3 separate regions of the Rattus norvegicus genome follow, and regions 1 and 2 are each linked to region 3. Evidence: chromatin contacts called from public Hi-C data. All regions are on one chromosome and are shown on one strand. The core of a region is the stretch at or near the end of the contact, and the rest is flanking DNA. Distances in the headings are between cores, read along the strand shown. Region 1 has its middle 300 kb from the start of Tbl1xr1. Region 2 has its middle 140 kb from the start of Tbl1xr1. Region 3 overlaps LOC120100783 (a long non-coding RNA gene).

Region 1 (2,700 bases), core at 197-2,696, 350 kb before region 3:
ACCTCTACAGACATGCTATATCAATCACCTCTGTCTCTAGCTCTGTCTCTGACTCTTACACACACTCTTGTATACACATACACAGTACATACATGCATTCATACATGCATACATATATGCATACATACATATATATATAAATATTTAAAAATAAGAGTCAAATTAAGTTTTTACCTGAGATTAAGAGTAGGTGAAGAGATAAGAACCAATTGCACAAACAGGAGAGATGGCTCAGTGCTTAAGTGTGAGGATGAGGACCAGAAGTCTGACTCCCAGCATCTATGTAAGAAGATGGACACTACTACAGGGAGCTTCATTGTTCAGAAAGCTTAGCTCATAGGATGTGTTTTTTAAAAGGTTCAACCATTGTTTGTACTGGCATCCAATCTCAGTGATCTGGTAGTGGGCTGGAGGATGTATTTTTTGAAGGAGTTTTTAGCCACTTATTATGTAGGCCACAGTAACCTGAAAATATATTCTGGTGTATGTTTGTTGATCAGTAATAAAATCACAATTTGATTGAGTTATGGAGTTAATTGTTTCTGACAATAATTGCATACAAGGCATTTATTTTCATCAGCAGGAAGTTTTATTTTGAGAAATTTGCAAGTTCAAACTGAAGGGCTTGTCTGAAGGCAGAGATTTGCAAACTCAAAGATAATTACATGTTTTTAACATTCTGGAAGCCAAAGGCTGGGAAGGAACAAGAAGACATACAATATAAATGGCCTCAGTGTTTCATGAACTATTTCAGGGTGTCTTCAGGGTCTCAATATGCATTTTCCAAACAGGCAACTGTGTATTCTGTATTCAGGGGCACAGAAAACACTCATTTTTTTACTGACTTTCCACACACCAGCTTGTAAGTTGAGTTGTTAGGATTCTGTCAATGCCTGATCATCCAAACAGATTGTGCAAAGAAAAGGAGAAGTAAAGGTAAATGAAATAAATCCTAATCTTGTATGACTTATTGCAATCTTAAAATGTTATTATGTTTTTACAATTCCATAGATGTACTGGACATACTTTGATTATATTCACCCACATCCCCCCTTCCCAGATTGATCTTTCTAGGGAGAAAGTCTTGAGTGAGAGTACATTGTTGACTTGACATGGTCATGTCAAGGATTCCAGTGCCTCAGCACACACACACTCGCGGGCGCGTGCGCACACACACACACACACACACACACACACACACACACACACACACAGAGAGAGAGAGAGAGAGAGAGAGAGAAAGAGAGAGAGAGAGAGAGAGAGAGAAAGAGAGAGAGAAAGAGAGAGAGAGAGAGAGAGAGAACTCAATACTTTACCTCAATACCACACCTAGCTGATTTTAGGTGAGTTCTGAGGGATCAAACTTGAGTCCTTATAGTTCCCAGGCAAGCACTTTCCTATCTGAACTTTGATCAGTCGTTTTGGGAGTGTTAAAATCTTCTTCAGAGCAGTTTCTAGTTAATTATTAGCAAGCTCTCCTTTTACCAGATGGCTTCTAACAGATAAAGCAAAGCCAGTCCTCATGTATTTTTCTGTGATCAAAAGGCATAAAGCAGCTGCTGGTGAATGCTGCTGGTGTCCACGAATGGTGCAGTGCTGGGACTTCCAATCTCATCATGCATTTCACTTTTAATGTGCTATGCACCTCAATGTCTGCTCCTCTGTGCGATGCAGGAGAGTATAGACTCACTAGCATGGTGATGTCACTCTTGGTTCCCTTCTGTTTCAAAGGGCTCTGAAAACACTGTTATCCGGAGCCAAGGTCCCTAAACCAGCTCTTTTTCAGCACACCGAATTAATGGTAATGCATGACAATGGTTGGAAGTAGGTTGTTTTTAAAGTTTAGAGGAAAAGCTTAAATGGTCCCAAGAGCTGAGAATGTTTACATAAAATGAGGAAATCAAATTTCAGCAAATATGTACTCTGAGCTTATTACAATGTTGAAAGCTGGTTACTTTTTAAGCAAGATTTTTTTTAAAACATGTTAATTAAGTTATTCTGCATGTGGCATGGGTGTGAGTATGAAGGTCAGAGGACACTTAACCAGAGTCAGTTCTCTTCTTCACTATGTGAGTTTCAGGGATTGAACTCAGCCATAAGGCTTAGAGACAAGCACCTTTACATGCTGAGCTGTCTTGTTGGCCCAGACTGATCACTTTGTTTACAGACCCTAGTCATTAACTTTATGGAAATGTCATAAGCATTCTAGAGAAGCTCATTTGCCCTCTGGTAATAGTTGAGCATGTGCTTAGGCACTGTAGCCATGATCTTGCCCATGCTTAGCAAGGGCCTGCTAGGGTCAGGTGTGGCAGCATGACCATTTAGAATAACTCAAGTGTCCAGGTTGAAATCGTAGCTGCTTACATTCTTGTGCTAATTATGTTACTCAAAAACCAGTTTGTAGTGTCCTGCATGTAGGACTAAGGAAAGCCGGTTTCTAGTTGGTTTTTGACTGGTCAATAAAGTTACCAGAGGCCAATGGCTGGGCAGAGAGACAGGACGGGACTAGGGAAGGTAGAAGAGGAGATTTTGCCATGATGAGGGCATAGGAGACAGACTACTCAGGAACGGTGTAGGAGGGTTAGATGGCCAACATGTACGTGCAAAAGCAGCTTCAGGAGGGCTGCACAGGAGGGTCAAGTGCAGCAAAGATAAACTATAGATTTAGTAAGTATTAACTCAGGAATATTAGAGGAGAGT
Region 2 (2,700 bases), core at 133-2,632, 510 kb before region 3:
CGGCTTCTGATTGGATTAAAATATGTCACCACTAGGCTCCTGGACCAGTCCTCTGGGGCAAGGTAGGAGAGTAGTGTGAACTGGGCCCAGTGTGGTCTCCACCTTCTTGGACTAAGTGGTTCTTTCAGGAACCTCGTGGATGTGGGAGCTTTAGAAGGGGCTGCAGCTTCAACTGGGACTGGAGGCTGCTGGTTAGGGTGGAATTTAGGAAACCAAGAGTCTGTAGGCTGTTTTCTGAAACAGGAAGAGGGGCTTTGACCTGAGTGCAGTGTTTCCAGAAAGAGTTGCCCATTTGAAAAAAAGGAGACAGAGAGGTGCAAAGTCTAGATGTATAACTCCCTAGTTGCCCAGAAGACAATGGCTCTCCCCACTTCGATGATGTGTCCACAAACAGGTTGAGCCCTCAGCCCAAGCTCAGAAGCCTTGAATAGTCCTGCATCTCCAAAGCACTAGTTCGCTTTCATCTCTGCACAGGCCCAGCCCTCCCCTTCCTTCCTGAGCTAAATAAGACTTGGCTTCTTGGTGGCATTTGCACAGGCCTGCGACAGGGAAAACAGTCTGTGGCCTTCTCCTCCTCTGGTGTCACTATCCAAGCTGGGTATGCTGGATGTGCAAGGGGGGGGGGGAAAAAAAAAGCCAGGGCTCCAGGAGACACCAGCTTGGTGGCACTGGCCCCACCCGAGTTGGTAGCACAAACAGGGGGAGGGGGGGTGGTTCTGGATCTTTTAATGCAAATTCTGTTAACCTAGCACTGAAGATGGTTGAGTACCCAATGGTCCAGTTTGCAAGGTGGGAAGAGGAGCCTACACTGTGCACCTGTAACGAAACACGTGCACCTGTAAGGAAACACGGACACCATGGCTTACAAAATGTCACCAGAGCTGAGGTGCAGGTTCCTAGAGGCTCCTTGGATCGGGGACTCCAGCAGGAAAAGGGACCCGGAGCTTTCCAGACCTTGAAGACTGTATCTTGTGTGTATGTCGAAATGTTGGGATGGGGCAAGGCCTTTGCAATCTCTACTTCCCTTGGTGACTGCTGCTAGCCTTGTAACCTCCTCTGCCGCGTGGTATGGGCTTGGAGGTAGGTGGTGGGACCAGTTCTATCAGCCAGATGAATTTTTGGCTAAACATAACATTGAAAACCCCTTCTCCCTAGCCCAAGGCCCCCTCTTGACTTGGTGGAGGCGATCCTGCTGCGGCTGAGATCCATCCAGCCTGGCCAGGCAGCCGCCGCAGTTCCCCTCCCCCGCCGGACTGTGAGCCCATTTTCGCTCGGCTGGTCTCTGCGCCGCCGGATGGATGGCGCCCCACCCCCCGCTCCTCTGCTCAGTCATTCAGACTTGGAAAGTCAATAACACGCTGACATCATCAGGGGTTTGTGTATTATTACACGGCTACTTTCCAGAATACCTGGCATTATCTAAGAGAGGAGCACTCGATTGCACCAGCAAGGCCCAGAGCGGAGTCTGCAGCCCCGGGGAGGCGCGGCTGCTCTGGCCCGGCTCTTTTTTCCACCGGGAGTACCTCCAGGGCACCAATTAGGAACAGATGGTGGCTTCTGCTCTAAAAGCAGATGCACTTTAGATATCGATACAGATTCATTTTGGCTTGGGGGTGTACTCAGAAGTCACCCTCAAGTGACCTCCATTTCTTCTGAAAACACACATGCCCTGACTTTTGGTCCTTAAAGAGCATTTTCAATGACTCTCACAGAGGCAAAAAAGAAAGGCATTTGCTCTAACCAGAAGCCAAACCCTGCCTCTTGAGGCTTGGGGTGGGGGTGGCGGTGGGGGTGGGGTGTTATGTAATCACCATTGCGGCTGATTAGCGCTTTGCTTTGCCTCCAAGGCTGAACTGAAGGTTTTGGTGCCTGAGTTTCTCTTTAAGCTTACTGCAGGGCAAACGCACAGAAAAACACGGCCCAGATTTATGGTGCAAAACTGCTCTCCAAGCAAATTGCCTTAGCATTCTGTTTCGGTTCTGGAGCAGGGGAAGTAGATGGATTTGGTGTTAATTAAGATCTCTTTATCTTACTGTTCCGGTGGTTCCTTTGCCTAGAACGAGGATTTTTTTTTTTTAAGTCTATGCATTTAAGCAGTTTACTTCTCTCCCCCTTGCTGTGAACGGTACATTGAAGTTGCTTTGATACTAATTAAATGTATAGATTGCTGCCACTTTGTTCTTGAGAACACATTCACATATTAAAGACAATACATCCAATAACTCACGCAACATGGTGCCTTTTCTGTTTGGCCAAACAGGCTATTTATTTACAGACACAGGACAGGTCTCCTTTAAATTCTCTTCGGTACTTTTAATTGGGGAGAAAAAAAATGGCAGCCAGCCCTAATTTGGAGAATGACAAGGGGAAGGAAGGGCTGGCCCTCCTTGGCCTCATCTTACCCCTCCTGCTCCCGGCAGGGAGCTGCCTGATCTAAAGTCCTTAAGTGCTCCCCTGGAGGAAACAGAGCAGACAGCCTCTCAACTAGTAAGGTTTTCTCTCCCAGCAGCCCGTCATTCAGAAGGTTAGGGCAACTTCCCTCTAAATGCTATGAAGGAGAACAGTCTGAAGCTGTCATTTCTTGAATTCAGCCACAGCTGGTGAGCACACAGCTGGGAGTCGGGGCAAAAACTTCCAAGATGGCCCCCTGATTGCCTGAGAAGTGTCTGAAATGGTGAGACATGCAGAAAAATGGAAGTT
Region 3 (2,700 bases), core at 122-2,621:
TGGAATGAAATGTCTATGTATCATGTTGGTTCCTCTGTGAGCAAAGAGGTTTCAGAGTGGTAGTGAGCATCTTACATACTGTAGTCCCCCTCCTTCTTGCAAGGAAATATAGTAACAGGGTGAACTCTAAGCTATGCAGAGCAAATGGCCAGGTGACTATAGTTGTTAGTTAGTTACTATTATTAACTATTGGTAATTTTAGTGAAACAGCTACATCTAAATTGTGGCTTTGATAGTTATTTGACCTTGAGAAAAATTTTATTTGTTTTCCTGAGACCCTGGTTTTCCATTTAAACCATAAACAAACAAACAAACAAACAAACTGACTTAGTAGGCACAACTAATGTGACGGTTGTGAGAATTAACTGAGGTGATGGAAATGCTTGGCAGTGGGTGTGTATGCTTCAATGGTGGGGCTTCTCAGCTGGGGTCATAACGCCATCTACTCACAAGGCTGAGGCAGAATGACTAATGCTGAAGGCCAGCCTGGGCTGTGCAGCACACATGTAGATAGAGTCTAGTCAATCTAGTGAGACTCTACCTCAAAACAAAAGTTTAAAAGATGGTTGAGGGGGCTGGAGAGATGGCTCAGCGGTTAAGAGCACCCGACTGCTCTTCCAGAGGTTATGAGTTCAATTCCCAGCAACCACATGGTGGCTCACAACCATCTGTAAAGAGTTCCAATGCCCTCTTCTGGTGTGTCTGAAGACAGCTACAGTGTACTTATATATAATAAATAAATAAATCTTTAAAAAAAAAAAGATGGTTGAGATAGGACTCAATGGCAGAGTACTTACCTCACATGTGAAGCCATTGGTTAAAGTCATTATGTAAAAAATGTTAATTACTACTACAAATATACAAGTCAAAACATAGTAAATGCCCCAGAGAAAATTAAAAGCATAGGGTAACTCTGAGGAAAGGAAAAGAAAAAACTCAAATGGAAGTGGAGGGTACACACCAGGTTGAACAATTTTCTTGAATGGTTATTACTCTCACATAAGGACTGGGAGGCAGATTTATCACAGAGCAGCAGGCTTCACTCTTGTTCCTGACTCCCTGATGCATTTAGACCATTCTGAGGCCCTAGGGCATACTCTGTAAAGCCTTCATATATTTACACCAAATTTAAAACTTCTGTGTATATGGTATTTGATTGGCAGGCAAAAACAGTTTTTCTTACTCAGGCTCACCTGTGTAGAAAGTCAAATTCTTGCTTGGCTTTCAAACTCCAGCCTAGAGTTAGAGATTTAAGAAAATATTATTTGCATCTGGTTAACGAATAGCTGAGTTACTCTCACTACCCACTGGCCAACTTATCCAGCAACGACATCAAATGTCCATTGGTGTTTTGAAACCCAGAGTCTGAGAAGAATCAATACATGTTGCTGCTGACACCTCTTTTGACAGCCCAGAATGACCCCAGGGAATGGCATAATGAAGATGGGTCAAGATAAACTTCACAGGCATGAGACTTCCATATTAGGTAATAATAGATTTTTGTCAAGTTTGATAATTAACATACCCAGCATTTGAAATATTCTGGATATTAAAATAGAAAATGTTTGAAATACAATCAGGGTTCAGTATGGGGAAAATTCTTCGATCAAGAGAAATGCAAAACTATAAGTAGCTAATCTGCTTTGAGTCAGTCTGTGTAGTCAGCTTGCAAATTCTCTCCATAGATAAGAACATAAACCTATCAAGGTACCTCCGTGGGAAGTCAATCAGTGACTAGCTAGTCAATGGGTTGTGCCAGTACAAACATGATCTAAGATTAGTTAACTTGAAAGGTTCTGAATTCTTTTAACCTGTATAGGAAAGAAACTGGTTTAGTGGTTTCCAATAGTGACAAAATAAATCCTACCAAAATACTTTCAATCATGAAGTCTGTAATAGGCTAGAAATATGCAGAATTGAAAAAGAAACTGAATAAATAAAGAAGTAAACTAAAAACAGCTAGATAAATGTAGACGAAATTGTGCAAGATCCTGAGGTTGGCAAATAAAACATTCTTGTATGTTTTCTGATATTTATAGATAATTTATTTCTGAGAAGTAGATAATTCATTGTAATTTTCCTATATGTAAATATTTACTTTCACATCTTGTATTTAATTACCTTCTTCCTTGTTTTAACCAAATATAGAACAAGAAACAAATTAACAAATAAGGATCTCTTTTGCAATATGGCTTAAGGGTATAATCCAATGGTATATGACAAGATCATAGGTGGTAGGCTGGCCCCACTACATCTCCAGGTAGAAAGTTGGGAGAATGTTGAATGCTGGATTTCAAGTGACCTTTTTCTTCCTTTTTGTTTTAAATGTAGAGGGATCCCAGCCTAAAGGATGGTGCTACCCAAAGGTGTGTACTTCTTCCTTAGTTCAAACTTTTTTCAAAACTCCCTCACAGACATTCCCAGAAGTGTGTCTCCTAGGTGATCCCAAACCTAGTCAAGTACAACTCATTTATTAGTTGAACTCTTTATTTTAAAGACTGCCCAAAGAGAACAACAACAAAAATCAGCCTCAGGCCCACAAAATTCGGACCTACTCTGGCGTTGCTAACGTCTTAGTACCTCTTGCCGATAGTTGACTTGGGATTGAACACAAACAGGTAAAATCCCAGGTTTGTGAAAGGAAACATATGGAATAGTCCATGATCAATGACTTTTAGGATAGAGGTAATCTGGGGATAT

Evidence for each region. A called contact is a pair of places that touch in the nucleus more often than the background predicts.
Region 1: a contact with region 3 is called in a Hi-C map of liver, with 5 times the contacts expected there. The contact joins two enhancer-like sites. A contact is called at or near these places in 2 of 12 Hi-C or Micro-C datasets (kidney and liver).
Region 2: a contact with region 3 is called in a Hi-C map of liver, with 7 times the contacts expected there. The contact joins two enhancer-like sites. A contact is called at or near these places in 4 of 12 Hi-C or Micro-C datasets (hepatocytes, kidney and liver) and 1 of 1 datasets of contacts at active chromatin or transcription factors (oligodendrocytes).

What each region holds. Positions count from the first base shown.
Region 1 is chr2:106,426,152-106,428,851 of GRCr8, reverse strand. No RefSeq gene overlaps it. Among named protein-coding and RNA genes, the nearest start is that of Tbl1xr1, 300 kb to the left of the region's middle. Within about 2 kb of position 1,446, at least 4 of the 93 cell types and tissues checked have an H3K27ac peak or open chromatin away from gene starts, as enhancers often do. A contact at or near this core is called in liver, where this site is marked.
Region 2 is chr2:106,586,268-106,588,967 of GRCr8, reverse strand. No RefSeq gene overlaps it. Among named protein-coding and RNA genes, the nearest start is that of Tbl1xr1, 140 kb to the left of the region's middle. Within about 2 kb of position 1,382, at least 89 of the 93 cell types and tissues checked have an H3K27ac peak or open chromatin away from gene starts, as enhancers often do. A contact at or near this core is called in hepatocytes and liver, where this site is marked.
Region 3 is chr2:106,074,637-106,077,336 of GRCr8, reverse strand. It overlaps LOC120100783 (a long non-coding RNA gene), which reads left to right. Exons shown (of 3, transcript XR_010064199.1): 3 at 1-2,700. Among named protein-coding and RNA genes, the nearest start is that of Tbl1xr1, 650 kb to the left of the region's middle. Within about 2 kb of position 1,371, at least 3 of the 93 cell types and tissues checked have an H3K27ac peak or open chromatin away from gene starts, as enhancers often do. A contact at or near this core is called in hepatocytes and liver, where this site is marked.